Linked DNA regions of Mus musculus: all the other regions are linked to region 1. A link is a contact called in public HiChIP or PLAC-seq and promoter capture Hi-C data. All regions are on one chromosome and are shown on one strand. The core of a region is the stretch at or near the end of the contact, and the rest is flanking DNA. Distances in the headings are between cores, read along the strand shown. Region 1 holds the start of Fbxl16 (F-box and leucine-rich repeat protein 16). Region 2 overlaps Unkl (unkempt family like zinc finger). Region 3 holds the start of Gnptg (N-acetylglucosamine-1-phosphotransferase, gamma subunit). Region 4 holds the start of Baiap3 (BAI1-associated protein 3).

The links. Promoter capture Hi-C pulls out the DNA fragments that hold promoters and counts their contacts. HiChIP or PLAC-seq counts read pairs in DNA pulled down with a chosen protein or histone mark.
Region 2: a contact with region 1 is called in a promoter capture Hi-C map of hippocampal neurons, with 3 times the contacts expected there. The contact joins the enhancer-like site here to the promoter of Fbxl16 in region 1. A contact is called at or near these places in 9 of 39 promoter capture datasets (the 3T3-L1 cell line, the C10 cell line, embryonic stem cells and 4 more), 4 of 115 datasets of contacts at active chromatin or transcription factors (the 230-238 cell line, embryonic stem cells and pancreatic cancer cells) and 1 of 9 other capture datasets (liver).
Region 3: a contact with region 1 is called in an H3K4me3 HiChIP or PLAC-seq map of bone marrow-derived macrophages, with 4 times the contacts expected there. The contact joins the promoter of Gnptg here to the promoter of Fbxl16 in region 1. A contact is called at or near these places in 9 of 39 promoter capture datasets (the 3T3-L1 cell line, the HPC-7 cell line, embryonic stem cells and 5 more), 2 of 484 Hi-C or Micro-C datasets (the AML12 cell line and cortical neurons), 4 of 115 datasets of contacts at active chromatin or transcription factors (bone marrow-derived macrophages, embryonic forebrain and pancreatic cancer cells) and 1 of 9 other capture datasets (embryonic stem cells).
Region 4: a promoter capture Hi-C map of liver shows a contact between it and region 1, with 6 times the contacts expected there. The contact joins the promoter of Baiap3 here to the promoter of Fbxl16 in region 1. A contact is called at or near these places in 6 of 39 promoter capture datasets (embryonic stem cells, hematopoietic stem and progenitor cells, hippocampal neurons and 2 more), 2 of 484 Hi-C or Micro-C datasets (the AML12 cell line and cortical neurons), 4 of 115 datasets of contacts at active chromatin or transcription factors (SST interneurons, bone marrow-derived macrophages and embryonic forebrain) and 2 of 9 other capture datasets (embryonic stem cells and macrophages).

What each region holds. Positions count from the first base shown.
Region 1 is chr17:25,805,923-25,812,726 of GRCm38.p6, reverse strand. Fbxl16 (F-box and leucine-rich repeat protein 16) reads right to left here and starts at 3,628. Exons shown (of 6, transcript NM_001164225.2): 1 at 3,341-3,628.
Region 2 is chr17:25,208,201-25,215,004 of GRCm38.p6, reverse strand. Unkl (unkempt family like zinc finger) reads right to left here. Exons shown (of 15, transcript NM_001197024.1): 6 at 6,799-6,804; 7 at 5,367-5,451; 8 at 4,119-4,201; 9 at 1,899-1,958. Among named protein-coding and RNA genes, the nearest start is that of Gm52286, 22 kb to the right of the region's middle. Within about 2 kb of position 4,249, at least 84 of the 459 cell types and tissues checked have an H3K27ac peak or open chromatin away from gene starts, as enhancers often do. A contact at or near this core is called in the 230-238 cell line, hippocampal neurons and pancreatic cancer cells, where this site is marked.
Region 3 is chr17:25,235,959-25,242,762 of GRCm38.p6, reverse strand. It overlaps Gnptg (N-acetylglucosamine-1-phosphotransferase, gamma subunit), which reads left to right and starts at 2,647. Exons shown (of 11, transcript NM_172529.3): 1 at 2,647-2,703; 2 at 2,792-2,849; 3 at 2,921-2,988. The coding sequence starts at 2,652. Tsr3 (TSR3 20S rRNA accumulation) reads right to left here and starts at 2,593. Exons shown (of 6, transcript NM_026676.3): 1 at 2,399-2,593; 2 at 2,100-2,319; 3 at 1,506-1,699; 4 at 902-1,075; 5 at 541-604; 6 at 1-309. The coding sequence starts at 2,510. The coding sequence ends at 102. Baiap3 (BAI1-associated protein 3) reads left to right here. Exons shown (of 34, transcript NM_001163270.1): 34 at 1-104.
Region 4 is chr17:25,252,118-25,258,921 of GRCm38.p6, reverse strand. It overlaps Baiap3 (BAI1-associated protein 3), which reads left to right and starts at 2,558. Exons shown (of 34, transcript NM_001163270.1): 1 at 2,558-2,761; 2 at 6,778-6,804. The coding sequence starts at 6,787.

The DNA of each region.
Region 1 (6,804 bases), core at 2,379-4,878:
ATGTCCTGTGCTTGGTTTGGAGTAGAATTCTGGGTCATCTCTAGACTGCAGGGGAGCTTGAGATGGGACTCCCTAGGTCCATCCTGGGCTAGGAAGGGACAGTGACAACTTCCTCAGCTGCTGTGTCTTCATCAGCCCGTCTCATCAAGGTGCTCTCCGGGAGCACTGACTGTAGTCTTTGCCCTCTCTAGAGGACTCATTGTGGACATAAGGAACATGGAGGGTACAATGGGTCTCCTGGGAAAGTTCCAGTACTTGGTGATTTCCAGATTGGCATTCCACAGAGTCTGATGCTGAACCACGAGGACTTGCCTCTTTTGTATATCCAGTCATCAAAAGAGTCTCCTGGCCTCATCTCCATCCATTCCTCCTTCCCTAGCCAGACCCCTGCTCTTCATTCTCCCACCCCCCCTCACCTGGACAAGTGGCGGTGCCCTGCTTGTCTCATAGGCTTTCTCAGTGCCGAGCTTGCTGCCTGCCTCCATAGATAGGATCCCCTAGTACTCTGAAAAAGCACCTCCAGGTGTCACCTGGAGATGTCATCACTGTTTCTACCCGTGGCCTGGTAACTCCTTGAAGACAAATAGCACCATGAGTGTGTGGCTTCTGGGTACTGCTGAAGGAATGGACAAGAAATGGTCACCTGAACCATTCAGGTTCAGGGGTGCAGCTGCCCGAGGCTGAGAGCCTTGGCTGGTTGGCGGGGCAGGAGAAGCACAAGAATTTAACTCCGGGTATGCTTGTGGTCAGCATTTGTTCAAAAGAAATAGATTGGTGCCAGCACCTAGCTCCCCAGACCCGCTGATCTTGAGGTGCAGGTACTCAGGGAGAGGAGATCTTTTGGCTAAGTCCCTCTTCTGGGGTTTCATGGCTAAGGAATCTGACTGGCTGACCCCCAAAATCTGACCTGATCCTAGGAAAAAGAGACAGGAGTCACCAAGGAGATGCCTTCCTCCAACATCCCTGCCTCATGACTTCCTAGAGCACCACCGTTCAAAACAAGCCTCAGAAAGGGATGGATCTTTCTGATGCTGCAGAGAACTGCCACTTGTCCCAAGACCCCAAAGCACTCAGACTAGGAACACATCTGTTGTACCTTGTGTCTTTTTCTTCTGCCTCACTGGGTCCTGTGTTTTCCTATGATTTGACTAGTGGCCTCTGCACACAGCTATCTTCCAGCGGGGTCACTGCTGTTACCCTGAAATCTTAAAGACCGCCAACTACACACTCACCAATGTCTCACCCGTCATCTCTCTCAGTCTAGGGACTCTTTCCCTGAGTCTGTGCACAGGTCAGGATGAAGGCCACCTTGGAGGCTGGCTTCTGGCCTGCATAGCACCTGCCCTGATCAGCTCCTCAGGTTTGAAAAGGACAACCAAAACACCCATCTCCAGTTCAGTCTGTAGTGGCAGCCCCGTGGCCTGGGGTGACGACCAGGGTATCTGAGATTGGGGGCACAGAGCAGGCAACATGTTCTGTGACAGTGCTGTGACTCAGGCACATTCACATCCCTGCCACTTTGCACGTGTCAACCACAGCACTTTTCTTCCACCCCCTGCTGGAGCTGCCTCTGGGGTGTGTGTGTGCCAGGGACTTGGGGATAGGGAGACCCTTGGCCCAGGAGGTAAACAGACCCAGGTTGAACCTAGGTCAATGCTCCAGAAGATCAAACTAATGCTCTGTGACCAAACTAAGGGCAAATAGTCACGACAGGCTTCATCTTATCACGCCCCCCCTCCCGCTGTTCTGTAGAATATGAGACCTTCAAAACCCAAGGCTCCTTTAGACACCTGCCAAGTGAGGCCCACCTGCACTCTCTGCAGCCAGTTTGGCCATCTGACCACTAATGGGGACAGTTCAGGGCTGCTCACTGACCTCCTGACCTTGCTTTGCTGCCTTCCCCCCCCCCCCAGTGCCAGTCCCGGAAGGTTCATCAGTGACTCTCAGAGGTGAAGGCTTATGGTCAGGAAGGTTGAGTGATGCCCACCAGAAGCCCCTTCTAGTGCCTCTGAAATAGAGAGCCCAATCTCTCAGGGCTACCTAGATGCACTTGTTTTAACTTCATCAGTGCGAGACGGGACCTGTTCAGGTGTATTTGGGAGAACAGGTGAGTGCATACGTGTCCTGGACTTACAGTATGGGTGACTGGGGAGGCAAATAGTGAGGGTGGCAGGAAATGAGGCTGCTGAATCTTGGGCTATCTCAACATCACCCACGTTTTCAACCTTGACTTTCCCTCTCTTCTCCCAATGGCTCCCAGCCCGGCCCTCAGGCCACGTCTAGGCAGGAAATCGAGGCTCCACCATGCCTCTGACCTGATCTAGGCAGCCCCTAATCATCCAGGCTCCTGTCCCAACACCGGCCCCCCCCCCGCCCCTCCCCCCTGCTGCGATGAGGCTGCTGTCCAGCACTTCATCAAAGTGTTGGGCTGGAACAGAGGGTCCCGTGTCCCGAAGGGGCAGCAGGGAGGCCTGAGAAGACCCTGGTCAGTGGGCCCTGGGACAAGATGGCAGTGGAAGTCGGGCCTCCAGGAGGGAGCAGGTGAAGTGGCATCTGCCATCTGCTCCTGGGAGGTCAGCTGCTGGCTCGGGCTGGGAGGGGCTAGCAGGAGGGCTGCTAGGCCAGATCCAGGCCTCAACAGTGCAGCCTTCTCTCCTGGGATGACGGGTGGGGAGGATCCCCCACTGACTAACATCCTAGAAGGACATGGAAGCCCTGCTCAGCAATCTCAGGATGCCCATTCCCCATTTTGAAGCCTTCCAATCTTGGCCAAGGCCCATTTTCTTTTTCTAGAACCAAAGACATGCCAGCCCACTCCCTGGTATAGAGCTGTGGGCGGCAGCTCTATACCAGCTCATGTCCAGAAGGCGTCCAGGACCCCTAGGCCACATATCCACATGGCTCCTCCCTTTTAATTGTATCAACACCTGTCACGTCCTCCAGTCCGCCGGAGGCTCATAGGGCTGGAGTGGGGAGAGCCCAGAGCCAAGCCAGAAGGAGTGGGGGCTGACGGCCTGCAGTTCCGCGTCCTCGCAGCCACCGTGCTTCCTCTCAGCAATTCCGTGGTACGGAGATACAGCCTGACCGCGCTGCCGGTAGCGAGCGGGGCGCAATCAGGCCGGCCACTAGGGTTAGGGGCTGCGGAACCGCTGGCTCAGCGGCCGAAGGGTGAGGTGGGGAAGGGGCTGCGATTACGTAAGCCCTGCTCAGGCGGCGGCGGCCGCGGCGCAGTCCCAAGTCCCCACCCCGCCCCCTCCTCATTGTAGCCTTCGCGGAGGCAGTGGCTCGACCTGGACCCTCCCCTCCCCGCAGCCTGGCCGCGCGCGCACACACACCTTACCTCGGCCAGGGCTTCTGGCTCATGCCACGCTGTCCGCCGGGCGACCTCGCGTCATGGGGAGCTCAGCACCCGAGCCGCCTAGCGCGGAGGCGGCCGAGGTGCTGGACTGGCTAGCAGGGCCCGACTGCGCCCCGCGCCCGGCGCCCCGCGCCAGGGCCCTCTCCGCAGAGTTCCGAGCGGAGCTCCCCGGTGGGAGAGGATCTGCCGCCCTGAGCCTCCCACCGGGGAGGCTGAGGCTGTGCCCAGATAAATAAGGCCGCTTTGCAGGGAACCCGGCGGGCGCCTCCTCCCTCCCCTTCCCCTCCTCCCTGCGCTCCTCCTCCGCGCTCCTCCCCGCGCTCCTCCGCGGCCGCCGCCGGCGCCGCGCGTGCCCCCCGCCCGGCCCTAAGAGCCGCGCCCTCGCGCGCTCCCGGCGTCCGGACCAATCCGGGTTCTAGAGCCAGGCTGAGGTGTCGAGAATCCCCAACCCCGCCCCGCTCCTCTCCGCGCGCTCCCGGTGCGGTACCGACGGGCACGCGCCAGGCGGCAGCACCCGCTCAGCGGCCGGTGTTCGCACAATAACAAACCCCGTAGGCCGCGCGGCCGAAGAGCAGCTTCGAGTGTCCCATCTGCACAAAGTGGTGGCGACCCAGAATCTTGCCAGCTGAGGAGAATTGCGGTCCTTGGCGCGAGCGGTTGGCAGTGGGGTTCCGGATCCTGCGCAGATGCAACTGGCCCTATGTGCCCTTGCTTGGATTGCCACCTGTGAGGGCGAGGAAAGAGAAGCCGAGTGGAGACATCGACATCGTCGCACCTCCACACACACACACACACACCCTCCTTATGGCCCCTAGGATTCATATCCCTTCCGATCCTGTTGCGAGTCAGGCAGAAGAATCCCTGTTCTGGGTGACATAGTCACACACTTGCAAGCAAGTGACTAAAGCAAGCGTCAATGAAAACACAAGACAGTGGAGTGATAGTGGGGAGGGGTTACTTCTGACAATGTCACAAATGATCTGAGACGCCCTCTCTGTCCCCATAGCACTTGGTAGGAATGGTTCGAGAATCGACCTGCCTTATGGAGTTCCACAGGTTCGCTCTGAGATGAAGTAGAGGTCAGGTGGTGGCAGCCTGTATGGACCAGGGAGGGTGGTTTGTGTAAAAGGACCCATTAAGGGCTGCTGGAGAGCCAGACCTCTCAGCAGGCTAAAGGGACCCCAATCTGGGTCTCTCTTGAGACCAGAAACAGCAGATGTTGGGACAGCAGAGTAGCGTCTTGGAAGAGAAGGAGCTTCAGGGTGGAATGTCCTCAGATGAGACCAACTGCTGTGGAGATGGGAGGTCTGTCTCCTGGGAATGATGTGAGGCCTAGGGGCAATAAGAAAGGGAAGTAAGCTGTATCCTAGCTGGTGTGTGTGTGTGTGTGTGTGTGTGTGTGTGTGTGTGTGTGTGTGTGTGTGTGGTGTATGATCATATATGTGAAGGTGCAAATAGAAGTTAGAGGGCAGTCTCAGGTATTTCTTAGGCAGTGTGTGTGAGTGAGTATATGTGTGTGTGTGTGTGTGTGAGAGAGAGAGAGAGAGAAAGAGAGAGAGAGAGAGAGAGAGAGAGAGAGAGAGAGAGAGAGAGAGAGAGAGAGAGGAGAGAGAGACTGATATTAGAATCCTCTTCTACCAGTCTTTAAAAAAATTATATATTTTATGTATGTGAGTATACCATGGCTATCTTCAGACACACCACAAGAGGGCGTCAGATCCCACTACAGATGGTTGTGAGCCACCAGGTGATTGCTGGGATTTGAACTCAGGACCTTTTGCTCAGGTTAAGCAGTCAGTGCTCTTAACCACTGAGCCATCTTGCCAGTCTGTCTTCTACCACTCTTTACCCTGTTTTGTCTTTTCTTTTTTTCTTTTCTTTTTTTTAATGGTTTTAGAGCTTTATCGTTAAAAGGAAGGGAGAAAGAGAGGAGGTAGAAAGAGGGAGAGAGAGCGGCCATGGCCACATAAAGAGAGGGGGAAAAAGAGAGAGATGGAAGAAGGGCTAGAGAGTAAAGTAAAAAAGGGTGAGAGCTTGAAGAGCTATCCTGATTTTTCTTTTCTTTTCTTTTTTGAGACATTTATACTGGACTGCCTGACCCACAGGTCCCCAGGACCCTAATCCTCAGGCAGGCACTTTACCCACAGAACTACCCCTTAGCCTGTATCACCCACTCCCCCCCCCCACTTCCTTTTTCTCTTTCTTTCTTTTTTCTTTTTTTTTTTTTTTTTTTCCCTCTTGTGTGCATTCTCTCACTGGTTTGGAACTGACTGAGTAGGCTGGGCTGGCTGGCTACTGCTCCTAGAGGTCACCTGTGTCGACTTCCCATACTGAGGTTACAGCTACAGGCCACAGAATTCAGCCTTAACTTTTTCGAGACAGGGTTTCTCTGCGTATCCCTGGCTGTCCTGGAACTCACTCTGTAGACCAGCCTGGCCTTGAACTCAGAAATCTACCTGCCTCTGTCTCCCAAGTGCTGGGATTAAAGGCGTGCACCACCACGCCCGGCTTTTTTTTTTTCTTTTTTTTTAATTTTTGAATGCAATTTGAGGACAGAACTCAGGACCTAGTGCTTGCAAGACATACACTTTGCAGACCAATCTCTCTCCAAGGCCCTGGCTGTCTTTTATAGGGTGAGTCACTGTTTTTACAGCAGGGGCCTTGAGTCTAGCTTGTCATAGCCAGGATTGAGGCAGGCATGGGTGTGGCTGGAACTAGAGTGTCACTATCTTGCCTGGATATGGATCAGATATGATGGATCAGCATGGGGCAGGGACTAGGGCAGATGTGAGTAGCCAGACTATGCTCTTCCCACTTCTCTACTTATTGCCCTTGCAGTTGGTCTTCGGTGGTAGCATGGGTCCTTGGGCAATTACAGAGGACAAAAAGCCTCTGCACGCACAAATAACCACTGGGGAATCCAGAAAAAGTTAAACACACAACTTACCCCTTCGGTGGAATGAGGTGCGAAGCTGCTCTTTCCAGCTGTTTTACAGCCTGGTGATCCTTCACTGTCAGATGAGACAGGGTCTGTTCTCATCTCCAAGAATTGACTTAGCTCAGACCTTTTCCCCTTAAAACCATTACATTTAGGCCACAAAATACATTATGAGTGATGTCACTTGTATTTTACAACAGCCTAAGTGACTTCTATAATATTTTAGGGCCAGGCCAATCCTGACACCCACTGGCATTACATTTATCTCAGTCTTATTTATTTATTTATTTGTTTGTTTGTTTGTTTGTTTGTTTATTGCATATGAGTACATTGTAGCTGTCCTCAGACATACCAGAAGAGGTCATCAGATGCCTTTATAGATGGTTGTGAGCCACCATGCCATTGCTGAGAATTGAACTCAGGACCCCTGAAAGTGCAGTGACTTAACTACTGAGCCATCTCTCCAGTCCCAACAGTCCCCATTCTTGTGAAAGAAGCCAGATGTACA
Region 2 (6,804 bases), core at 3,000-5,499, 600 kb after region 1:
GCCAGAGCACAAAACCTGGTTCTTATACCCTTCTGTGGCATTAAATGCACCCACCCTGTGCAAACACCATCACCACCAGTTTCCAGAACCCTTCAATTTCCCCAACTAATACCCTGTCCCTGTGACCCATGAACGCCTCACCTCCTCCTCTCCTTGCCCTGGCTCCGTGTGGACAGCAGAAATCACAGGAAGGAGAGGAAGTGACAATTCACTCAGAGCAAGTTCTGAGCCAGTGCTGATTAACTGATTGATTGATTACTTATTAATTTTGAGATAGGGTTCTACCCTATGGCCTAGGTTAGCCTTGAACTCATGAACCTGACTTGGCCTACCAAGTCCTGGGATTTGGGGTTACAGTCATGGATTGCGTTGCCTTGCAATGGTCACCATCCTTTTATGGCGTAAGGAAACACAAATGATCTTGAGTCATTGGGGCAGCTGTATCAAGACAAAAATTTGTTTCCTAAAACAGACAACTTAGTCCGAACTAACATAGAAAAGCTAAACTGGTTAGGGAAGAGGCCTTGAGGTTAAGGGCACATGAAGCCCCCATCACAGGACCAGGGTATTGCTAGGGAGCTTTAGTGAACACAGACAGGTTGTATTCTCAGATGGGAGGCTCCCCAGAGCCACTGATGTCCACTCTAATAAACAAGCTAGGCTCGTGAACATGGGAGGATGGGCTAAACAGTGCCCCTTAAATCCACATGTGGGAACCCTTATGACCAAGACATCTGGGTGTAACCTAATCTGGACCCAAGAATCTTTACAGACTCAGTAGGTTATAATGAGATCACTGTCCTTGTAAGAGATGAGGACAAAGGCATGTGCCAAGGGATAACCCTGTGAAGCCAGTGAGTACACATGTCTGTGGGCCCAGGAGAGGCCCCAGGCCTGACCCCACCTTTAGCTCAGTCTCTAACCTCAAGGAATTGGAAATAAGAGTTCTTTTGCAGGCTGATGAGATGGCTCAGCAGTTAAAAGCACTGACTGTTCTTCCAAAGGTCCTGAGTTCAAATCCCAGCAACCACATGGTGGCTCACAACCACCCATAATGAGATCTGACGCCCTCTTCTGGTGCATCTGAAGACAGCTACAGTGTACTTATCTATAATAATTAATAAATCTTTGGGCCAAAGCAAGCAGGGGCCTAGCAAGTGGGGCCGACTGGAGCAAGCAGAGGTCCCAACGACCACATGAAAAGGCTTACAACCATCTGTACAGCTATAGTGTACTCCTATACATAAAAATAAGTAAGTCTTGCCGGGCGTGGTGGCGCACGCCTTTAATCCCAGCACTCAGGAGGCAGAGGCAGGTGGATTTCTGAGTTCAAGGCCAGCCTGGTCTACAAAGTGAGTTCCAAGACAGCCAGGACTATACAGAGAAACCCTATCTCGAAAAAAACAAAACAAAACAAAACAAAACAAAACAAAACAAAACAAAAAAAGTAATCTTAAAATAAAAAAAAAGAGAGTTCTGCTGCTCAGGCCTCTGCCTGAAACACTTGGCTACAGTCGCTGCAGCTGACTCAAGGGCCTATATTTCCCAGAGAAAAAAAATGCTACAAGGCTTTGATTTTGTTTTCAAGGTAGGTCACAATTTTCAGGGTGAGGGGAGTGGGGAACCACAGGGTTTCTTTGTGTCCTGGAACGAGCTCTGCAGGCTGGCCCTGAAGTCACAGAGATCTGTCTGCTCTGCTTCCCAAGTGCTGGGATTAAAGGCGTGTATCACTGTCACCACCAGTCTTAAGTATTTTGAACAGTAAAACAAAGGACACATGAATATGAGCAAAAGAAAGAAAACAATTACAGAACAAGTAGGCAGTGGGACTGGGGGCTTAACTCAGCAGTAGAGTGCGGACACAGAAAGGCCTAACAGAAAGCCATGCGATGCTGTACCTGCTTGCTGTCCTCAGTAGCTTTCTGGCTTCCTTCAGAGGGGGAGTCTTTCCTTTTGGCCTGCAAATAGAAGACCCGCTCAGGTTAGAAAGGCAAGGAGACATCTCCTGAAAACACATAGGCCTACACTTTGTTTACAATTTAGAAAATGCTGGAGCTGGTGTGCTGGACTGGGCTTGTAATCCCATTACAAAGGAGACTGAGGCGGGCAGATCGTTGAGTTTGAGGCCAACCTAGGTCATAGAATAAGACCTCATCTCAAAAAAAAAAAAAAAAAAAAAAACCAAAAAACCAAAACAATAACCAACAACCCTACAAAACACTGAGAAAGTGTTTACACAGTTCCTGTTCACTGGTACCCAAAGCTCTTCCCACATTTGGATCACTCAGGGAAAGACAGGCCTTGACACATGTACCAAGCCAAGGAGTTATTCAACAAAATGGCCTGGGTGTGTACAGGTCTCTTTTTTTGTTTGTTTGTTTTTTTCGAGACAGGGTTTCTCTGTATAGCCCTGGCTGTCCTGGAACTCACTTTGTAGACCAGGCTGGCCTCAAACTCAGAAATCCACCTGCCTCTGCCTCCCAAGTGCTGGGATTAAAGGAGTGCGCCACCACCGCCCGGTGTGTGCAGATCTCTTGCTTGACCCAAACAGCACCAAGGCTAAGTCTGTTCAGAATTGCCCAAGGGAGGTTGTGGTGGTTTGAATAGGTTTAGCCTCATAGACTCATGTTTGAAAGTCTGGCTATAGGGAGTGACACTACCAGGAGATGTGGCCTTGTTGGAAGAAGTATGTCACTTTGTGGGAGGTCTGCTCTGCTCAGGCTACACACAGGGTGGAATCTAGTCTACTCGTGGCTGCCAGCCGATCAAGATGTCGAATTCTTAGCTACTCTAGCACCATGCCTGTCTGCACACCGCCATGGTCTTGCCATGATGATAATGAACCTCTGAACCTGTAAGCCAGGTCCAATTAAATGTTGTCCTTTGTAGTGTTGCCTTGGTCATGGTGTCTCTTCACAGCAATGAAACCCTAAGACAGGCCCAGCTGTGCCTCCTTGAAGGAGAAGAGCTCCCAGCATTTCAAGTGGCCCTGTGAGGGTTTTGTGACAATTCCAAGAGACGTGGAAAGTTCTGAGTATAGAGTGCCCGCAGGGTTCCAGGCCCAGAGCAGGAAAGAATGTAGAGATGACTCATCCACAGGCACTCCTCCACCCTCACTCAGAGAGAGAGGGACTCTCGGGAGAGCTCACTGACACCAGCAACAGAGCATCACAGACTGGGGCCTCCTGAGCCGAGAGCAGCAGAGGATGCCTGCCATACCTAGAACACATATGGAGCCTGCCCTACCAGCCAGAGAAGACCATCCTAGGCAGAAGGGCCAAAGAACAAAAGTGACTAAACCCTAGACCACAAAGAAACACCTACAGAACCTCAGGAGCCCTAACAGACTCAGGGTCCAACAGTGGCTTAGCAACCAAGTGCAGCGACACCCTGACTGCATGAGCTGAGCAGAGCGGCTCTGTTCAACTAATTCAGGGAGACTTCTTTTTTTCCCCTCATTTTTAATAGTTTGTTTTTGTTTTGTTTTGTTTTAAGACAGGGTTTCTGGAACTCACTTTATAAACCAGGCTGTCCTCAAACTCAGAGACCTCCTACCTCCACCTCCTGAATGCTGGGCATAAACCACACTGCCCAGCAACCTCAGGACTACGTCAATGTCACACAAACTGTTTAGAACCAAATGCTATTTTAAATCCGTTTTTGAACATCCTGTCCCTATCCTGGGATGGCTCCCCAGGGACCTACTCTAGTGGCTGACTCTGGCACGAACAGGAAGTGACTTCTCAGTCCGAGAACGATCCATCCTCATCACACCCATCAGATACAGGACGCCCCTCACCCAAAGCATGGGGATGCCGAGTAACAGACTGAGATGCTGCATCAGATACCACTTGTTGATGACCTCCAACTGCCTAGGACGGACAGCCCAAGGGATCTGCCAAGTCGAGGGCTGGCAAGGCACCAGATGCCCGCTAAGGCCGAATCCCACAAAGCAGTGCAGCAGGGGCATGATGTCCTGCTCCAGCCCAGGCAAGACTTTTCTAGACTATCTGAGGAGGAATCACAACTCCACATGTAGGCTGCTTTCAGCCACACCACCCAAACCTCACCCCATGCCTGTCCCCTCAGTGGGACTGATCCAAGCAGTGTCCACTTACACTTCCAGGCTGGCTGCTATAAGCTGAGGTGCTGTTGGAACTGAGATCACGGCAGCTCCACTCGTTCACCATAGCCAGGCTCTCTGCCAAGAGAAAAAAAAGAGAAACTGGCACTGAGGGGCCGCCAGCTGGCCCACAGGACAGGTGGAGAGGACCGGTTGATGTTGTAACCACTTCCCTTGTTCTGGGTGGCAGGCCAGCCCACACAGAGCCATGAAATTAAAATAAAAAATTCTTTTTTGCTGGGTGGTGATGGCGGCGGTGCACGCCTTTAATCCCAGCACTTGGGAGACAGAGGCAGGTGGATTTCTGAGTTCGAGGCCAGCCTGGTCTACAGAGTGAGTTCCAGGACAGCCAGGGCTACACAGAGAAACCTTGTCTCGGAAAAAAAAAAAAAAAATTCTTTTTAGGGGCTGGAGAGGTGGCTCAATGGTTGGTACATCTGTTTTAAGGTGTGTATTCTGTGTGGATGTGTGCATGTGAGTACAGGTGCTCCGGGGGTCCCTGAGTGTGCATTTGATTCCCTAGCGGTTGTGGGTGCTGGGAATTCAGCTCTCGACTCTGCAAGAGCAATGCATGCTCTTAACTACTGAACCATCTCTCTAGCCCCAAATAGTGCTATTTGGGTTCAATCATTTTTAACATGAACAACAACATGTCAAGTGTGATCAGAAACAGCTGCCACTCCAACTGGAACAGAAAATGAAGTCTGAGCTTGCAACTGCTTTATAACCACCAGAACTCAGACTCCTGAGCTGGGGGAGCAGCTTTAGAGAATCAATTATGAGCCTATGTGACAATAAATGACCGTAGGGTCTGAGGCCAGCTGGCCAAGCCCAACTAAGGATCTTGGCACCTCTAGCTACAGGGACAGAAAGTGACTCTACAAAGCCACTGACACTCAGTCCCAGCAGGACAGCAGCAAAGCAGGTGAGCACGAGAATGACAACAGATCCGTATCCCCAGGAGGCAGGTGGGACCTAGGAGGCCGGGGACAGGGGTCCTTTCAAGCATCACAGGTCTAGTCTGTCCCAGGTGCAAAGGGCAAGGCAGGTCCAGCCATGAGGCATGAGCCCTCCCCTCTCCCTGCCCCCACCCCAGCCATCTCAACGGGCATTATATACAGGATTCCCAGACATGCCTAGTCCCAGGTCACTGTGAGACTGTGGAGCTGCTGAGTGAGCTCCTTGGCCACATGGTGGCTGAGGTGCCCCCTCCCCCACACCCCCCTGAAGATCGTCTACTTACTCTCAGTGTGTGCAAAGGCACAGAAAGGGCCCCGAGGGCAGTAGCCAGTTTGGCGCATATCGTTGCATTTTGTAGATTTGTAGATCTAGGAAATCAGACAAAACATGGTGGCTTAGTGATCTGTTTTCTATGAAGCGCAGCTGGCCGCTTAGAACACCGAAGCAAACAGAGTGAGTGAGCACTTCCCAGCTGCAGAACAAATCTGCAGTGTCTCCAAAAGCTCATGAAGGCCTGGCTCTTAGACCAGAAGATGCTGGACCGGTGACAAGGCAGGGCCTAGTGCAAGGCCCCTGTAACTATGAGATATGCTTGTGATCATGACTGGGAACCTCCAAATCTTTGAGCTACACAACCCTTTCCTTTCTAGTGATAGACAGATGGCCACCATACCATTTGCCCCTAGATGCCCTTGGTCCTAAAAACCCTCCGCTCTGCAAAATGTATTGGTCAGAGCCAAGTCTGTCTGTCAGACCGCCAGGCAAAGACTACTTGACACTCTGGAAAGGTGTCTGTCTGGTAGACAGCAGAAGCTCGAGCAATGCCTGTTCAATGATAGGTGCTTATACAAGCACCTATCTTACGACCAGACTGCCCACTACTTCACCATGGGGACCTGGGAAAGAACGAAGACAAGACTGGCACCCAGGAGCCAACATTCCCTAGATACCAAAACAACACTACCCACTCAAAAGGCTCAGGGAGGGCATGACAACAGCCCCTGCACTAGCACACTTATGCCTGCATACAGCTATGCCCTTCAGTTCCACTAGCCTAGCCCCACTACCTGCAGACTTAGATGCCCAAGGACATTTTGTCTGCTTATTCATTCTTTTATTAATTAATGTATTTACTTTACATCTAGATTGCAGCCCTCTTCAAACATCTCCTCCCCCTACTTTTTCATTTTAATTCAAATCTGAATGCATTCTGTTTGGATGACTGAGCAGCCAAGGGGAACTCATAAGGAATGGGCCAAACACCTATCTAGAATATTCCACAGGACAGTCCTTCCCATCTATGTGGTGACCTTTGAACCCCTGAACATCCTCACTACTGAAAGTCTGTTGCTCAGGGACAGGCAGTTTACTCACATAGCACCCAGGCTGGAGCTGTGGGCTACACTCGATCAGCTGGACCTCAGTAGGTACTAGAAATAGGGCAGCCAGTGCCAGGGGAGTGGTGGGAACTCTCTAGTGACAACTGTCCCTTCCTGGTTATACTCCCTGTCTGGGAGGCGAAGCTGTTTTCACTTCACGGGTCCTTCCTGTCTTCCTGCTCCCACCCCACTTCCCTAACTCCTCCAAGGCTGATTTAATACATCTCATAGCATGTGGCGTTTCTGAGTCCTACATGCCCTTCCAGTGAGGATCCCACACACAGCCAGCCCCTCTTGAGCTGCCAGTAGTCCTGTCTGGCCCTGACCAATGCCTACCTCAGG
Region 3 (6,804 bases), core at 1,398-3,897, 570 kb after region 1:
CAGGACACTAAACAAGGTTGTCCCAGCAGGCCCGTCCATCCCCAGGTCCTACTGCCACTTCTGAATAATGCACACCAGCTTCAATAATATGTTTGTGACCTTCAGTCTCTCTGTCGTTTCTTGATCCCTTTCCAAATTTCAGTGGAGTCTCTGGCTTGAGCCTCTTGTTCTGGGGTCTCTTCAGCTCCAGAGTAGTTGCTGTCTCCTCCATTAGCACCAGGTCCTGGTTCCTCACACTCATCACTGTCCTCCTCAGAATCTTCACTGTGCTCCTCAGACCCATCAGTGTCATCCATGTCCTCAGGTAGCCTGGGAGTGAGATGGACCACAGTACAGCCACAGCCCTGAGCAAGGTGACCGTCCCTGTTAGGCTCGCTAGAGAAGCCCTAAAGCAGAGGCGGCTCTGAGCCCAACCCCCTTCAGCAAGCAGCTGCTTTACACTTTGTAATCACCACCAGGCCTTGTTCAAAAGGCCACACCCGCAAGGCCGGAGGAACTGGGTCAAGGTTTCAGAAGCACCTGGGGGCTCACAGGACCTACCGGGTGCTGGCCACGGGCCTGTTGAGATTCACAAACTCCCGCCCTGAGTCCACGTCAAAGGGATCTGAACACAGAAAGAGAGGGCGTGGTGGCGCACACCTTTAATCCCAGCACTCGGGAGGCAGAGGCAGGCGGATTTCTGAGTTTGAGGCCAGCCTGGTCTACAAAGTGAGTTCCAGGACAGCCAGGACTACACAGAGAAACCCTCTCCCCACCCCCACCCCCACCCCCAAAAAAAAAAGAAAGAAAGAAAGAAGAAGAGAGGAAGGGGACTTCTAAGTGATTTTCAGGCTCTAGGCTCCTAAGGCCCTGGAGGGACTTGATTGCTTCTCTGGGGCTCCCAGCCAACACCAGGACTCACCGATGTCCTCTTCAGGCGTGTCCCTGGTGCTAGCCAAGTACCCCTGTTCAGCCTGCAACACCTCCTCCGGGCCACGGCAAGCTGCGTACTTATCCAGGAGCTCCCGGTTCAGGTCCAGGAAGCCCTTGCCCCACTTAAACTTCCGAAGCAAAATGACAGCAAGGTCTGAAAAGCCTAGTGGAACAAAAACCAAAGATATGCCTGGGACACCTATAGAGAGCACAACTGCATGACCCTGCCTGCTATCTCAGGAAGCTGTCACCTCCTCTACAGTTCCCAAGGTTCCTCTCATTTGCTGAGAAACAGTCCTATTATCCTAGTCTCTGTGTCTTACGGGGTAGCCATTGGGCCCACACACCATCCAGGGAAGGCAGTGGTCCATTTTGCCTCTACCTCTGCTTCATAAGGTTAAGACTGTATGTGGGCACTGAGACTGAAGACAAAGGCTGTTTTCTAATGGCTCCCAATATATTCTCCTCACATCCCACCCCCTTGCTCAGACTCTGCCAGAAGAAACCCCAGTCTCCAGGTGAGGGAGGAGGAGGGGGCAAGCAGTCAGCCTCCAGACTGCCATTGCCAGGCTTCTGTCAGACCCAAAACTCACCTACGATGCAGAAGGCAGCAGCGAAAGCTTCCACACAGGAAAGTTTGCAGGGCCGGCCATAGTTTACAGGGTTGGCAGCTACGAGGTAAGGCAGGAGCCGCAAGTGGCTCCCTCGCATCTTCTGAAAGGGTGTGTCGTCCAGTTTGGCCCAGGAGCAGTCTATGACTGCGACCCCTGACTGTGCCACCAGCTGTCTGTCAGAGAGTGTAGGGTAGGTTCTAGGGCCCCAAATAAGGCACATCCTTGGAGACTGGCTTCACTACAGATGAGAGATCACTCTGCTATTTCGAAGTTATGGTTTATTGCAATAGTAGAAAGAACCCTTCAGGAAGCAGTTGAGGGTAGCTGGACAGTGTTTACTTTACACAACAAATGTTTCTCCTAGGCTTTCTACACTATAGCCCTGCTCTATGAAAAGGGTCAAATTAAATACAACTCTGCTCATATGAAAGATGTGGACATCCAAGACCAATAAGCAAGGCTTGAAGAAAATGATACTCCTGATACAGGGCAGTTTAACAAAGACAAGATGGTGGGAAGGGCATTCCAACCCCTCTCCGACCCCTCCCCGATCCCCAGGCCTCTGGTGTCTACCTGTCTGCCGGAGACACGTACTCAGTGCCTACTGGGCTGAGCACCAGACCGCCAAACCTTTGGCTCAGGCGCAGGCAGCGCACCAGACCCAGACGGGCCAGTTTGCGGCCCGTGCAGCGCTTGGGGTCGCAGTGACCAAGCTCCCACATAGCCAAGGCACAAGGCAGCGCCGCAGGGCCCGGGCCGCCCTGGTCCTCGGCCTCCTCGGGCTGCACGGATGCTACAAGGAGAGAGAGAAGGCCGGGTCCTCAGCGCCTGCTCCCAGGCCCGACCCGCTGCTCCGACTGCTCCAAACTCACCACGCAGCGCAGCGCCCACCTCTTCAGCGAAAGCATCCAGAGAGCGGCCAGAGGGTCGCCGAACACGACCGCTCTCTTTCCTGGATCCGCGAGCAACTTTCTTGCGGCCCATAATGTTAGATGAAATCCGAGATGAAATCCTCAGCTCCAGCGTTTGTTCAAGAGCGTGCGCGCGTGCGCGCTCGCACAGCTTCCGGTTTTGAGGGGAGTCAGTTCCGGCTGTCACTCACGTGACCGTGAGACCCTAGGAGCAATGGCGGGGCGGCTGGCTGGCTTCCTGATGTTGCTGGGGCTCGCGTCGCAGGGTCAGTGGCTCCGCGCACATAGCCCCCCGCGCGCTGGCGTCGCTCGCGCCTCCGCTCCCTACTCACCACCTCTCTCCCCGCTCCGCAGGGCCCGCGCCGGCATGTGCCGGGAAGATGAAGGTGGTGGAGGAGCCTAACACATTCGGGTGAGCGGATCACGGTCCTGCGGCTTGGGGACCGAGCCTGGCTGGCTCTTCTGACCTTCTCTGTTCCATAGGCTGAATAACCCGTTCTTGCCCCAGGCAAGCCGCCTTCAGCCCAAGAGAGAGCCTTCAGCTGTATCCGGTGAGCGCGGGAGGGTGCGGAGCTGGCCGAGGTGCTGACTGAGGGGGCCGAAAAAAGCTCTCGGTTAGGGAGGGAAGGGTGCCTTGGATGAAGGACTCATAATGTACTCGCTGAAGGGTTACGAATTCGTTTGTCAAACTTGAGTGTTTTAAATGCTCTGAAGTATATACTGGAACTGCAATCCCCTCTCGCTCCCAGGGTTGGCGATTACCTAGGGCTAAGCAAGCAAGCGCTCAAGGCTTGGGTCACATCCCTAACTTTTGTGGGGTTTTTGTTTTGTTTCGTTTTGTTTTTCGGGACAGGGTTCCTCTGTATAGCCCTGGAACTCTTTGTAGACCAGGCTGGCCCGGAACTCAGAAATCCGCCTGCCTCTGCCTCCCAAGTGCTGGGATTAAAGGCGTGTGCCACCCCCGGCTACTTTTGTGTTTTTAAGGTAAGAGTCTTTCAAAGTCTTTTATAGTAGACTCAAGCTGGCCTCCAACTTGTGGTATTAAAGCCTCTACTTTCCACAGGTGCTTAGACCAATTAGAAGCTCTAGGGATGTTGGGTATGAAGACTCAACACTCCAGGTGTATCTAGCCCTTTCTAGGTCTTACGGAGTGGAGAGGGCACCAGCACAGGAAATTTGGGACTAAGATCCTAGGAGGACTGAAAGACAAGCTGTTGGAGGTGGCTCAGGGCTGGCCAGCATAAAAGAACCTTGGCAACCCAGACACTATTGCATATGCCAGAAAGATCTTGCTGAAGGGACCCTGTTATAGCTGTCTCGTATGAGGCTATGCCAGTGCCTGGCAAATACAGAAGTGGATGCTCACAAGTCATCTATAAGATGGAACACAGGGCCCCCAATGGAGAAGCTAGAGAAAGCACCCAAGGAGCTGAAGGGGTCTGCAACCCTATAGGTGGAACAACAATATGAACTAACCAGTACCCCCAGAGCTCATATCTCTAGCTGCATATGTAGCAGAAGATGGCCTAGTTGGCCATCACTGGGAAGAGAGGCCCCTTGGTATTGCAAATTTTATATGCCCCAGTACAGGGGAATGCCAGGGCCAAGAAGCAGGAGTGGGTGGGTAGGGGAGCAGGGTGGAGGGAGGGTATAGGGAACTTTCGGGATAGCATTTGAAATATATATTTATTTATATATATATATTTATATTATATATAAATAAATATATAATATAAATATATATAAATATATATAATAATAAATTTATTTAATATTTATTTATATTGTATATAAATAAAGTATCTAATAAAAATAAATAAATAAATAAGTAGATACATGATAAAGATTCCAAAAAAAAAAAAAAAAACGTGACTAGCTGCACTCTGGGGATTTGGTGACCCACTATCTTAGGCATGTTGGGCAAGCTGGTTTGTAGATTTGATCCCGTGAAGAAGAGATAGCTCAGGGCTGCAGAGCACTTACCAGGCTCCTCTCGTAGTCAACTGTTACCATCTTCTCTCCTTTTCATAAGGTGACACTGTTTTAAGTCCTGCTACCATTACATTGTGAGGTTGTGTGAGTGTGCGCGCGTGCGTATTTGTGTATAATCGTGTGCGTGTGTATTTGTGTATAATAGTGTGTGCGCGCGCGCGTGTATTTGTGTATAATCGTAAGACTTCTCCACAGCCCTTCCAAACTAACATGTAGCTCCTTGGTTGGCCAGGAGGGGCCAGATGTTGCTAGGAACCCAGTACTGCAGATGTTTATTTTTATTCATTTAATAGCAATATTAGAAAGAAAAAGATACAGTATGCATAGACTGTCACAAGACCATTATCCCAGCACCTCAGAGGAGGATCATTAGTTCAAGCCCAGGCCTGACCTACACAGTAAGTTCCAGGACAGTCTTGGCAGGAGAGAGGATGGGGAGATAGGGAGGGGGGGTGAGAGAAACCTACTTGGTTGAAGGGCTACTCAGCCTAGGAGATGGGCTGCCTAACCTCACAGGTGTGCTCATTCACAGCTGCCTGCTGCTTCCTCGAAGCCACCCTTGGCAAGCCCGTGTTTCGGAGGAAATTGTCAGTTTCAACTACATCCATTCGTTCATAGTTACCAATCACCCTTTTTACTTTTGTGATGTTGGTTGCAAATACCCCAACTTTTATTTCTAGTTTTACTTACTTACTTACAGTTTTGCTTTTCCTAGTCAGTTTGGCTACAGGTTTATTTTTACAGGCTCAGTTTATTTTTACTTAAGCTTTTATTTTACTGGGTGTTTTGCTTGTTTGCTGTCTGTGTACCATATTGTGTGAAGTACCTGTGCCAGAAGAAGGCATTGGGTTTTCTAGAACTGGGGTTATAGATGATTGTGAGCCATCACGTATGTACATGCTAGGAACCGAACCTGGATCCTTCACAAAAGCAACAAGTGCTCACGACCACCCACCCGTCTCTTCACCCCCTCCTATTCTCTTTCTGTGTAATGTGTTTGTGTGTGCCTGTGTGGAGGTCCGAGGTCAAGGTTGGGTGTCTTCCTCTACTGCTTCCGAACACTTACTGAGAGTCAGGATCTCTCACTGAATCTAAAGCTCAAGGATTCAGCTAGGCTGGTTGTCCAGCAAGTCGCGGAGACTCCGCCCATCTCTGCCCGTCCAGCACTGACATTGCTGGCATCCAGCTTCTTATGTGGGTGTTGAGGACCCAAACTCAGTTCCTCGTGCTTGCACAACACACACTTCTCTGAATACACCATCTCCCCATGCTGGCACCAGCACCACACCAGTGCGTCCTGCTCCAGTCTCCGCAGTGCTGGGGTTACAGGCACGAAGCCATCACACCCAGCTTCCAGGTGTCAGTATTGCTATCTTTTCAGAGAACCAATTTTTAAAAAAGATTTAAGTACAATCTGTAGCTGCCTTCAGATGCACCAGAAGAGGGTGTCAGATCCCATTACAGATGGTTGTGAGCCACCATGTGGTTGCTGGGAATTGAACTCAGAACCTCTGGAGGAGCAGTCAGTGCTCTTAACTGCTGAGCCATCTCTCCAGCCCCCAGTTTTTGTTCTTATTTTTCTCATACAGCCCCAGGTCAATAGAACTTCAGAATATATGCTCGAGGTCCTAGGTTGAGTCCCTGGCACACCTCAAAAAGGCAGGTATTTTCTTAAGTAACAGAACCTGCAGGAGAATCAATAGACCTGTCCTATCAGGAACACCAAGGGAAGTCACTCAGCCCGAATTGAGAGGACATCACACAACAGGAAGGTGAAGACAGAAATGACGCTATAAAGTAGCTAGAGACAGCCATGAGAAAGACCCATGCTCCTGGCTTCGGTTATCAAGGAGAGCATCAGAACTGACTGTACATCTAAGTACAGTTTAGCATGTGATCAGAGATCTGAATCACAAAGCTGGGCCTGCGTGGTAAAGCAGGTCCTTTCTAATAAGGTTGCAGTTTAGATTTTCTTTCTTAACTCTTTTATTCTTTGAGACAGGGTTTCTCTGTATAACAGTGGGTGTCCTGGAACTCACTTTTGTAAACCAGGCTGCCCTTAAACTCACAAAGCTCTGTCAGCCTCTGCCTCCTGAGTGCTGGGATTAAAGGTCCACACCCTGTTCATTCATTTTTAATTTTTGAGACTGGGTCTCATTATGTAGCCTAGACAGATACTGAGAGCCTCCTCCACAGGAACAAGCATGGGAATCCTGCCACAGACAACCAGTTCTGTGGTCTGGAGATGAGTTTGTCAGTCCCTAGGAGTTAGGTCAGCCTGCCTCTGCATTCCCAATCATTTAGGAAAGGAGCTTGGGGCGTTCTGGCCTTGATGGTTAGTGCTCTCCTGCCTACCTTAGCTTCCAGCTTTAGGG
Region 4 (6,804 bases), core at 1,309-3,808, 550 kb after region 1:
TTGTGTTCCCCAGCAGACCCTCCGAAGTCTCCCAGATGGACTCAGACCAACCGCATAGTATGCCTTGTGTTGCTCTTGGCCACGCCCTGTCCAGGGCCTGCTGCTTCTGCCGCCCCTCCAGCTTGGTCCTACAAAAATGAGCATGTGAGACAGCGGCTCTTACCCCTTGGTGGGAGAATGCTTACCTAGCATGCACAAGGCCCCGGATTCAGTCTCCACACCTGCTTAAAACCAGGAATGGTGGCACTTGCCTGTAATTCCAGCATTTAAGATCAGAAAATTAAAGTTAACCATGGTCACCTAGCAAGTTGGAAGTTTGATGCCAACCTGAGCTACATGAAAATCTGGTTTTTTGGGGTTTTTGGTTTTGGTTTTGGTTTTTGGTTTTGAGGAAAAAGAAAAAAGAAAACCTCACACCACACCTGAGCTGGCTCCAGTACCTAGACACTGACTTCAGGAAGGTCACAAAATACTTGGTGTGAGCTGCAGTTCAAGGACTGACTTGTCAGGCAGGCTATCCTGAGCCACATCTGCCTCTGAAGCCAAGTTTCTTCAGCTGCTGGATGGCTTCTGGCAAGCCTCAGGGGAAGATGGAACTCTAACCAAAGCCCCTGGTCTCTGATCCTATGAGCCATCACCGGCTCAATTCAGGAACTGATCTGAACCGCATCATAGATGCGGTCAAGCAAGGCTCTGAGGCAAGGAGAAGGGATGCAGTGCATCTGAGCCATGCCAGTCTTAGGATGAGTCACCAATGGGTTGTCACTCATTCACACACACACACACACAAAGGTCTGTGGAGCGAAGAGCCTGGGGATGACTGGACTCCTGGGGCTGGGTTTGGGACCCAGTCGGTACTGTGACTAAAAGCCTCTCTTTCCATGTTTGGATCTCAGATTCCTATCAGACAGGAGCAAATCTTAACCAACCCAGTCTCAGACGTTGGAGCCCCTGCAGTGGTGCTCCCCCCTCCACTTCCTGTTTACAGCAGGCTTTAGTTCATCCTTTTACCCCAAAGCCATTACCGTCACCATGGCAACCAGTTTCTCTCTCTCTCTCTCTCTCTCTCTCTCTCTCTCCCTCTCTCTCTCTCTCTCTCTCTCTCTCTCCCCTCCCCTGCCACTGCCACTGCCCTGTGTGTGTGTGTTCCAACAGGTTGGCAAAACATGACACAAGAGTATACTATGGGTGCATCAACTCCAGACTCTGGGAGAGGAGTTGGCTATCCCACTCCAACCCCTATCCCCTATAGCAGGACAGTGTGGGGCATAGAGTCCAGGACCTTCCCTTGCTCATCTGATATCCTGGTCCTGACAGTGGGTTTGACTTTTATCACTTTTGCCTGGCCGGACTGTGCCAAGCCAGAGGTTGACTGAGAACGGAGCATTCTGCAGGACAATATTCTGTTCTGGTGCCTGTCTTCAGTGATGGATGGAGGGACTGACAGAGATGTGAATTGGGATACAGACAGGTGACCTCACCTGTATGTCCCCTGGAATGAAGGACTATGGCCTGACTGTTGTCCCTCAGATGTTTCCTCTCCAAATCCCAGTAATGAGGAACAAAGGCCCCCCGCCCAGCACTCTGGAAAGTCTGTCGCCTCAGCAGAGATGTCATTTGCTACAGTCTGAAGTGGAGAATTTTCAGGCCTGCTTTCCTGACCCTCACACTGGTTGGAGTCCTTCCCATAAGAATGAGACCTTTAAACCGGTCAGTAGTGGGAAACTCTTGAGTTCAAGGCCAGCCTGGTCTACAGAGTGAATTTCAGGACAGCCAGGGCTACACAGAGAAACGAAAAATCAAACCAAACCAAACAAACAAAAGAATGAGACTTTTGGTATAAACTCCAAAGTGGAACTACTTAGAAGCAACATGGCCACCAGTGGTTTCCCACCGAAGTTTGTGTCAGTCTTCAGGGGCCTACTGAGCCCTGGAACAGCCAAGAACAACTCCCAGTGGGTGCTGAGAACCCACACAAAGAACCCTGTCAGGTATTTCCTCTGCCCCAGCTTCAGAGCTCGCACTTTTAGGAACTGGACAGGCAACTCATTTAACAAGTCTCCAGGTGACCTCAAGTGGTGGAGGGGGCCTTAGGAGAAGTGGGCTGGGAACAGCAGGATGTGGCTTAATGTGTGTCTTCTGCACACATTCACAGATAGCAGTGACATCACGAGATGTCCCAGGTTAATACCAGAGCTGACTTCCCTGGAAGAGAGCAGCTCCGGGTAGTACTGAGCAGCAGAGCTTTTGTGAGAGGGTTGACTTTGGATATGGCTGTACAGCACTTCAAGAAACACCAGGCACTTCGTGTTTCCTTTGGGCGACTGTTTCTTTTGGGCGACTGTAGCTTCCCTGCGGCCCTGGGAAGGAGACCCCGTGACAGCCTCCTCCCTCGGGGCAGGAGAAGGGGGGTGGGGGGACAGCTAACACAACCTGTCCCTGCACCCACCTGTAGGTTACTGAGCCCTGTGCCCAGAGCAGGGTCTCTCTGGCCACTACCGTGCTGGTAGAGACCCCCTGCCGACCCCAAACGCGCAGGGTAGGGGTGGGCAGGGCTGGAACCTCTGACCAGCAAACCAGGCCAGGCCCCGCCTCCGCCCGCCCGCGCCCCCCGCCCGCGGCGCCCGCTCTGCAGTGCTCAGTCTCCAGCGCGCGCGGCTGCTAGCGGTCGCTGTGCCTCGGTGTCCCCAGCTAGTGCGACAGCAACGCCAGCGCCAGCAGGGACCCCCCCGACCCTGTGGCCCCCGAAGCCCTGTCCACGGTGAGTGCTGTAACTCCTGCCCAATGTCGTCAGACTGCCGTCGAGGCTTAACCTGCTTTTTATCACAGACAGACAGACGGACGGACGGACGGACGCGACCGCCCCCTCGGGCTTAGCCCCACCCCCACCCCTGGCTTCTGCACTACGCTCCGGGTGGAGCACGGGAATTGCTGGCGTCAGAGGCAATGGGAAACTGAGGTCCTGGGGAAACTGAGGCCGCGCGTGCTCAGAGAGAGGGGCGGGGTCGCACGGCCGGCGTCCTAGGCTCTGAGCTAAGTAAAGGGCTACTGGAGGTCCACACTGCAGAATTCCCCGGGAGGGTTGAAGGGTGAGACCTCCAGAGCCAGAGAGTGCACACCTTCAACCTCGGTTCCCACGGCCGCCGCTGCTGAGCCACCTGACTGTAACCCTTTTTCCCAATAGAGGCCCCTGACTGAAGCGGAGCTGGGGACCTCGGAGACGCCCTACGGGGCTTCTCTGAACAGGTTGAATCCCCTCAAGGCCCCAGCGCCCGTGTCCCTACCACTTTCCGACTCCCCTCATGAGACCTTTGCCCTCAGTAACCCAAAATCCCTGCCAGGGTAAGCCTTTTTCCTCCCTAGTTACCCAGGAATTCGGGTCCCACCATTTGCCTGGGGTCTGACTGTGTGTGTGTGTGTGTGTGTGTGTGTGTGTGTGTGTGTGTGTGTGTGAGAGAGAGAGAGAGAGAGAGAGGCACAGAGGTAGAGACAGAGACAGAGACAGAGAGACAGAATCAGAGAGAGACAGAAATAGAAACAGAAAGAAAGCAAGACCAAGACCAAACTCCCTTCAGACCTCCTGCCTTCAAGGAGAAGAAGGTAACCTCAATAGAACAGGGGAGGGTAACCACAGCCTCCCCCGCCCCTATCATCAAAAACAGCCGATCAGGAGCAACTAACTCAACAGAGACAGGTAAGTAGCAGGTAAGACTCCAGGGTAGAGTGAACCAGTCTCCATCTGTAGGCCTGGAGAGCATCCATCCACAGAGAGCACAGTGCAGATCTCCCCCTACACACCCCTACACTCCCTGTGACTCAGGGAGGGATGAGCTTGCAAACAGAATGTGTAACAGGTAGACCACCTGAGGACTGGAGGCTGAGCTACTGAGGCCGGCCGTGGAGAGGTCCATAGGCACTACCCCACTCAGCACCCTTGTGTTTGCTGTGGACTGGAAGCCCAGAGAGACCCCTCCAGCCCTTTGCCCTTAAATTCTCTGCCTCACTGCCCCACAAGACCTTTAAAGGGCTGTCTGGTAGGTGACAGCTTGGTGAGAGTCCTAGGTTAAACCCTGCCTCTGTACAGCTTGCCGGCATCTTGGACTGAGAATGAAGTGACCCTAGCTTTGGACAGGCTCCCTCCCGTTCATATGGCAAGAGCTTCCTGGCGGATAATTCCTTTGCTTAGTGGGCAGCTGGGAGCTATGACTCTGACCCTACTGGGTGACTGAGCAGGCCTATGGGCACATCTGGCTGCACTATCCGAGCCTAGGAGGGACAGTGAAATACAGGACAGCGTCTGAGCTGTTCCTACCAGAGAGACTGGGGTGCAAAGTGGGCTCTTGGGGGTATCTTTGCCCATAGCTCACTGCTATCCCCTACAGGCCGAGGTTTCCAGAAATCCGCAGGCAGTCGTCAAGCCCACAGGCTTTCGAAGGCGGAGGTGAATGATGGGGTTCACCTGGCTGGCCCCGGTCAGAGGCCTCTATGACCGACATCTCTTGGGGTCTAAGCTGTTGGGTCAGAGAAAAACTAACAGCTGCTGAAGCAGCCCAGGGTTTCCAAGGGGACCAGAGCTGTTTCTGAGCACCCAGATGAACCATCTCTCACAGAGACTGGCTCTGATATCCTGCTGTTAGCCTCAACCTAGCAACAGACTCGGGGTAGGGGGGTAGAGCTGAACCCAAGCGCAGGGCATCCCAGGAAAATATAATAATGTTTGCACAGCAGAGCCTTAAATCTCAGGCTACCACCTGCCGGTGGTGACCCTGGGCATGCTCCCAAGCCCACACCTGTCTCCTTGTTTGAGGCAGGGCAGTGGGGTGCACGCCACCTTCGCTCCAGCGCTGTCAGCTTACTTTGCTTCTGCGTCACATTTTTCTCTAGGACTGCAAGCCCCCATGGCCCCGTCACACATAGATGCGGCTGGTGGTTGCCTTGGCAACAGCTCAAGAAGCGGCTGCTTTCCTGGCTTGGGGCGCAGGGGGAGCGCAAGGGGGAGCAGCTCTCCTTTTAGTTGGGGGGAGCTGGGCTTGTGACACCTGGGACCTCAGGACAGGCTGGCTATGTGTGGCAAAAGCTTACTGGGTCCCCACATTTGAGAGGTTTGTGGGGCTTCTCCTCAGCGTGCAGAGCCACCTGGCCTCCATCACCTCTGCAGCTGTGGGGGCTCATCAGATAGGAACTCGCAGGAGCAAAGGGGTCAGGATGCAGCACAGCGGAGGACTGCTGAGCCAGTGGGGATAGTGGAAATGGAGGGAGGGTGAAGAAAGGGCTTCTTGCCACAGAAGGCTCCCTAGCAGAAAGAAGCTGCATCCTCTGACTGCCGGAGACCCTGGGCCAGGAGCAGAACCTGCCTCGGAATCCATTTCCTGTCTTACGCCATGGAAATGACAGTCTCCCCTTGCAACTGGGTAGACGGGTACCAATGTCCTGTAGTGGATGGCAGGCACGGGTCTCTTATTAATGAGCCAACAAGACAGGGAGCCCAAGGAGTAGGTGCTCTGTGGTGTGGGATTGTTTTCCTCAGTAGAGAGAGGACCGACCTGGGGTAGTGTGGGGAAGGCCCAGACCCAGAAGTGGTTGTGTGACCCAGGGTGGGGGGGGGGTGGCAGGGTGGTGTTTTAAAAACAGGGCACTCAATAGGTCATGGTATCTTAGATACTGTACTAGTCTTAAACTTGGGGTCTGCAGGGTAAAACTGAGCGGAAGGTTATGTGGACGTGGATGCCGCAGCTCTTCCTCCTCGATGTAGGTAGGATCTGGAAATTCATCAAACATAAGAGAAGCAAGAATTCTCAGGTGATCCTAGGCCTGCTGCTCCAAATGGAGGGGTGTCCTTCTGGTATTCAGTCTTAGAACTGCCACTGTGGTCCCTTGGAGTGCCAGCTACCTACCAGGGTTATAGACAGATAAGTTCAGACCATACCTTTCCATCGGCAAACCTCAACTTTAGGATAGAATGGCTGAGTGGGGGCCACAGGGTCAGCCTGGGCTTAGACGCCATTTGCAGTTGCAAGACCACTCTCCTAGAGATGAAAACCAGGCTGCTCTGGCAGGCTGCAGCAGAATGGCTTGGTTGCCACAGCAACAGGCAGGCAGCTGATTTGATGTGCTAGGTGACAAGGAGCTTAGGATACAGCTGAGCACTTCCAGCCATCCCCAGATGAGACACACGGAGGATTTCATTCTCTTTTCCTTTCTACTGACTGCAGGGTACAAAATCTACTCTGGGGGGTACTGGCCCCTTGTGTTTTATTGGATGTATGTAAGGACCCCAGAGTAGCTCATGGGCATCTTGGGCTCAGTGACAGCTGCCAACCCTACCCTGGGCTTATGGGTGTAAGGGCCAAGCCATAGACAAGTGCTCTACCTTGCTTTTTGGCCTCCTGCAGAGAAGGCCTGGGTGAGGAGACATGAAACAGCTACATTCTGTCATACTTTTTAGGGTGATCGGGGCACAATACAGGTACCAGCCTTGGATGTGGGAGCAGAACATATCTGTCTCTACTGAGATCCCAGAAGTACTTTGACACAGAGACCAATTCTGGCACTTCTCCTTCCACCCCTGAGGGTGTCTGCCACTGTCTCCCAAAGCCATTCTACAGGGGGCACAAAAGGCTATTAGGTCACTTATCCAGTGTGGCAGCAGAGTTCGCAAAGCCCCCCCTTCAGGGACCTAGCAGAATGCAGGATGGTAGCAGGCCCCTGAGCCTTGATCTACCCTCTGCTAGCCTGTGCTGTGATAGAACAGTTGATCAACTAATGTACTCGCTACAGGTGGCTGCCATGTCAACCTTGCTGGAC